Linked DNA regions of Hordeum vulgare: region 2 is linked to region 1. A link is a contact called in public Hi-C data. All regions are on one chromosome and are shown on one strand. The core of a region is the stretch at or near the end of the contact, and the rest is flanking DNA. Distances in the headings are between cores, read along the strand shown. Region 1 holds the start of LOC123399692 (heat shock protein 90-6, mitochondrial). Region 2 holds the start of LOC123399192 (OBERON-like protein).

Region 1 (2,700 bases), core at 75-2,574:
TTTGCCAAATACTCTAAAAAATAGTGCAGATAGAAAGAAGGTAACAACTACGCGTCCACCGACGGATCCATACTAACATCCATCACCCGAATAACCGTCCGATGTATGCGCTCGTAGCCGTCCGATGTACGCGCTAGCACGCGGCCCAGTCGTTTCCCCAGCCAATTAATTCCCGAAGCAACGGTCTAGTTGCAGAAACAACAGACGCGTTGCGAAAATAATTACTGAAACAACACTGGCCGTGGCCGCCGGCGCTGCTGTGGTGTTGGTTGTGCTGGTGGTTCCTGTCGGTGGTGACGTCGGAGGAGAAGAAGGCGTGCTCGCCGCCGCTGTGCACCTCCTTCACTGTGCCCGTAGGCGTAGCTGTCCCTGTTGTGGTCCATGGTGGAGTAGTAGGACGACGACGGGTGCGGGCGGGTGGTGTCGAGCTGACCTGTGCGGCGTGGTGGTAGGCGCTCCCGTGCTGCTGGCGGCCGGCGGAGGCGTTGGGCGGCCGACGGAAGCGTTGGGCGAGTTGCAGGATCCTGAAATTGTCCTGATCCTGAAATAATAGGCGAGTTGCTGGGAACTCGACTGATCCTGAAACGCGAGTGCAGAAAACTGTCCTGAAACAATAGATGACCTGCAGGAAACTGTCCTGAAACAATAGGTGAGCTGCAGGAGACTCAAGTGATCGTGAAACACGAGTGCAGAAAACTGTCATGAAACAATAGGTGAGCTGCAGGAAACTGTCCTGAAACAATAGGTGAGTTGCATGAAAAACAAAAAGCGGCTTCCACGATGCTGTCGACTGTCTGATCGAACGATCACGAAGCCGGCAGACGGGCGCGCGCGATCAGGTGGTTGAATGTAATCTTTTCTCTAGAAAGAAAGGAAAAGAAATTGAAGAGGTCGTTGGATGTAAAATGTGCGGTAGAGAGCATGCAAGCCCCGTTTTCATGGCAACCCTTCCCGGAACCTTCTTGCCTTCTTGTCCACGGTGTTCAAATCTCGACCTCACATCTTGCAGGTGGACAAGCTACGACCTCACTCTTGCAACGGAGAACGGACGCTGCAAAGCGCAAAGCAAAGTGTCACACCAACTGGCCCCACATGTCAACTTCGTTGTATGATTCACATACTATCCACACCGGTGCACATAGCATTACTCCGCGCCGCTGCTCCAGAACCTTCTCCCAAAACGCTAACACCACCGATCAAACCCAAGCCCCCCCCTTCCCCACTCTCTCACCGACAGCCCGGGACCACGGTGTCAGCGAAGCGCACTCCCTCCTTCCGCAAGGCGCACCCCATTTATACGCTTCATCCCCTCTGCCTCTGGCCGCCCACAAAACCCTACCCTACCCCTCTTCCAAAACCCTCGCATCGTCGTCTTCCTCGGTCAGCCCACCTGCGCGAGCGCGCCTCCGGCCTACATCTCTCGCCCTCGCCTGGGAGGAGAACCAGCAGAGCGCAGCGGATATGCTCGGGGCCTCGAGGCGATCCCTCTGCGCCGGCGCCGCCGCCCGCCGTCACGCGGCCGCCTTCGCGGTCTCCGGAGACGCCGCCGCCGCCTCCTCCTCCTCCTCCCCCTTGGCCCCTGCCCCGGCCCCGCCGCGTTCGGTACGTATGTGTGGCATTCACTGTTTGGTCCATATTGTACTCCGCTGTTTGGTTGATTGCAAAGTAGGGGCTCGCGCTAAGCTTGAATCAGTGCGGCTTTTGACGTTACGTGTCGCGAATCAATCTCCGCCCCCAAATTGGGGTCTGTGTTTTGATTAATTGATGGGTTATGTATTAATGTGTGTTTGTGATTCAGTTGAGGTTTGGCGTTGATCTGATTCCCTGTTCAGTATGTGTCATTTGTGTACCGATTGTTGATGGTATTTTATTCCGACAGAAATGTGCAATTGCGGTCTGGTGTGATATTTTTCTTCCGATTTATTGTTATACTCCCTCCGTTCCTCTATATAAGGTGTATTTGTTTTTTGATAAAATTTCAGAATGTAAGGTGCGTTTCTTCTAATTCCCCATAATCCTCTTGTTAGTACCTCTTTTCTGATTGTCTGCATCTCTCCTTATAGCAAAAGAAGGAAACTATTTATTTGTTGATAGCATGTATCTCATACTTTCCTGGACTAATTGATTCACTTTTCACTAACCAACAAATTTGCTAGTCTTAACATGTCTATAATTATGTGTCTTGGTCACGGTGCCGAAAATAATACACCTTACATAAAGGAACTGAGGGAGTATTACTCTACAACGCGAGCGACTTTGTGATATTCGCTGTGCTGTCCCAATTTCAGGTGACAAACTCAGAGCCTGGTGTTTCTCGGCTTGGAGGGAAGAGGTTGCTCTCTGTGCTTGCGGCTCCCAAGCTTAATGTAGGTGAAAGCTTGCCGTCCCTCAAGCTAAGGGAGAATGCACTTGTTGGGAGACGCTATGAATCGAGTGCTGCAGCAGTTGATTCATCTGATGCGCCACCTGCCGAGAAGTTTGAGTATCAGGCTGAGGTACCTATGATTTTCTTTTTTCATGGATTCATGCTAATCTTTACCAATGTTTGTGTCATGATGGGGAAAAAATTGTGCTTGGCAGGTCAATAGGCTCATGGATTTGATTGTGCACAGCTTGTATAGCAACAAGGAGGTGTTTCTCCGGGAGCTGGTCAGGTGGGCAACAATTGAGTGCATAGACTGTTCAATTTTTTTATGTGGC
Region 2 (2,700 bases), core at 120-2,619, 600 kb after region 1:
TGCAACTTGGGGATACCATTTCTGACATCCTTTTCCATCTCCACCTTCTTCGCAGCACCGCCACTACCAGCAGCAGCAGCATTGCTCTGTTCTGGCTCTACAGGCCAGGTCTCCCTCGAACTTGCACTTTCGGTAGCAGAGTCATGGCCCTGGTCAGAATTGGACACAGGTTCCTGCATTTCAGGCGAGCCAACCTGTTCCGACGATGCCAGTGAGAGGGAAGTCTGCAGGCTCGGAGCCCGAGCACCATGGCGAGGCGGCAGCATCCCCTGGGGCGGAGGCTGTTGATGGAAATTCGCACCTGAAGAAGTCCCCATGATGCACAAACTGTAAGCTGCGACAACACAAAGTTCAAACACTTAATACTACATACAAGAATGGTGTAGGTATTGAAAACATAGCATCGGCATAGGACCTATTTGAGCCACTGTGCTCTGCACCTTGAGCAGCTAAGGACCGGATCCGAATTAAACAACGACTAGGTTCATCACAAACCAAATCCAGTGCTACAACGGTACCTTCCGCACATCTCTCAGTGAAGAGACATGTAAATCACGAACCATTCGCCGATTTAGCTAACTTGGACCCTGCCTTCCCGCTGCGTACGGGGAGCTAGTCAAGACCTGTGATGAGCTCGCGTAGAGCACGAGACCCCCATCCCCACCCCCACCCCCGAGTCCACAGCAAGAACCCCATCGATCGAACTAACCGGGACAGCCAAACCTCAGTATGTGAGCACATGCCTTGCTACCATATATGGGGACCAAACCCTAGCAGTCGGGGCCGAATCGGGAGTCGAGCTGCCCACCTCGGCAAGGCGGAGCGACGGGATCGGCGGCAGGACAGCTCTATCCAATCGGAACCCGAAACGGCGGTGGATTCGCCCTGCCAAATATTTGGCGTTTGACCACGGCATGGGCGTTTGTTTGGATGATGACCGATTATTTGGCTCGCCCTCAGCCCAGCAGTTTCACCCATTCAATACATAGCCAATTTTTTGGCGATCCCTGGGCGGCGGAATCCTGCGCCAAAGAATTGGCGCGCTCATCGTTGGCTGGGCAAACGTGGGCAGGATCCAAACGGCCCTTAGATGTGGAGCGGCCGGCTGTGCTGGAGAGGGAGGAAAGGGGCCAGCGGCGCAGCAGATGGAGGGAGGGAAAGGGCCGGCGGCGCAGCAGATGGAGGGAGGGAAAGGGCCGGCGGCGCACCTGAGAGAGGGAGGAAGAGGGCCAGCGGCGCACCTGAGCAGGAGGGAGGAGGAGGTCGAGCGGCGCAATGGAGACGAGCAGCTATAGGTTTGCGGGAGTGGGGAGGAGTCTTCTTCCGCGTGATTCTGTGGATTTGGAGGTCTCGGCAAGTTCCCCAATCTCATACGAATTATACTCCTTCAAGAGGGAAATGCTGGGTGCCTCGCGGGTCCCACGTCGTGCACAGCGGTGGGCGTAGACATCGATTGAAAAAAAAAAGATGAAATACATATGCTCTAACTAGCCACTCAGGTTGTAAGAGCATCTCCAACAGCCGCGCTACGCGCCGCGCCTAAAAAACCTGTTTACCGCGCGCTGGTCGCCTGGTTTGCCGCGTCGCGCAGCGCTGGCTCCAGCAGCAGCTTTAAAATGCAGCGCGCGCGCTCCGCTCCAGCAGCGCGCTAAAATGCAGCGCGCGCCGCTCCAGCAGCTTTCAAATATAGGGCATATGGACACAAAATAGTTTGAAACATTCATCAAAATGCAATGAACATGTGAAATTTTTAACACAAACAAGTTGATGAATAAAAGTCATGCCCACAAGTTCATCCAACCAAGTTCAAAATGCAAACCAAGTTCAAAATACAAGTTCATCCAACAAAGTTGAAGACATAAACACATCAACCATCTTCCTCGTCTTCTTCCTCTTCTTCCTCTTCTTCCGCCGACGATTCTTCCGCCTTCGAAGATGAATCTTCCTCCCTAACCTCATCACGCACCGCATCACGTGTAGCTCCGACGGTCTTGGCAAGTTCTTCAACGGCATTTTTATGGGTATGTGTGTGAGGCACATCGAAAGACATTCCACCCATGGCCGGAGGTGCACCCATGCCTCCCATGGCGACCGGAGGTACACCCATGCCTCCCATCAGAGAAGCAAAACTCATGCCACCCATGCCTCCCATAGCGTTGGAGGGTGCTCCAAAGCCACCCATGCCTCCCATAGCGTTGGAGGGTGCTCCAAAGCCACACATGCCTTCCATAGCGTTGGAGGGTGCTCCAAAGCCACCCATGCCTCCCATGGCGGCCGGAGGTGCACCCATGCCTCCCATGGCGCCGAAGCCACCCAAGCCTCCCATGGCGCCGAGGCCCATGCCTCCCATGGCGCCGAGGCCACCGCCACCCATGCCGCCAAGGCCACCGCGGATCATGGCTCTTTTTTGAATCAAGACTTCTTCACGGGCAAGGTTGACATATTCCTTTTGCGCATCATTGAACAAAGATGTGTCCAAGAAGAACAAGTGCTTTTCCCATTCCAACAACTTAGCTCGCTCCTCCATGCCCACCTTCCTCTCCTCCAATGCCACTTTCCTCTCCTCGGTGGCCACCCTCCTCTCCTCGGCCGCCAACCTCCTCTCCTCGGCCGCGGCATCTTGGTTCCTTGCCATTTTCCTCACCTCGTTCGCTTCTTTTCTTGCCTTCACAATAGCTTCCATAGCATTTGTGAGCTCAT

Evidence for each region. Hi-C and Micro-C count contacts between places; a contact is called where the count stands out from the background.
Region 2: a Hi-C map of leaf shows a contact between it and region 1, with 4 times the contacts expected there. The contact joins the promoter of LOC123399192 here to the promoter of LOC123399692 in region 1. A contact is called at or near these places in 2 of 6 Hi-C or Micro-C datasets (leaf and seedling).

The regions. Positions count from the first base shown.
Region 1 is chr5H:143,613,001-143,615,700 of MorexV3_pseudomolecules_assembly, forward strand. It overlaps LOC123399692 (heat shock protein 90-6, mitochondrial), which reads left to right and starts at 1,325. Exons shown (of 20, transcript XM_045094086.1): 1 at 1,325-1,602; 2 at 2,289-2,495; 3 at 2,581-2,654. The coding sequence starts at 1,462.
Region 2 is chr5H:144,216,388-144,219,087 of MorexV3_pseudomolecules_assembly, forward strand. LOC123399192 (OBERON-like protein) reads right to left here and starts at 1,370. Exons shown (of 3, transcript XM_045093626.1): 1 at 1,242-1,370; 2 at 1-301. The coding sequence starts at 266.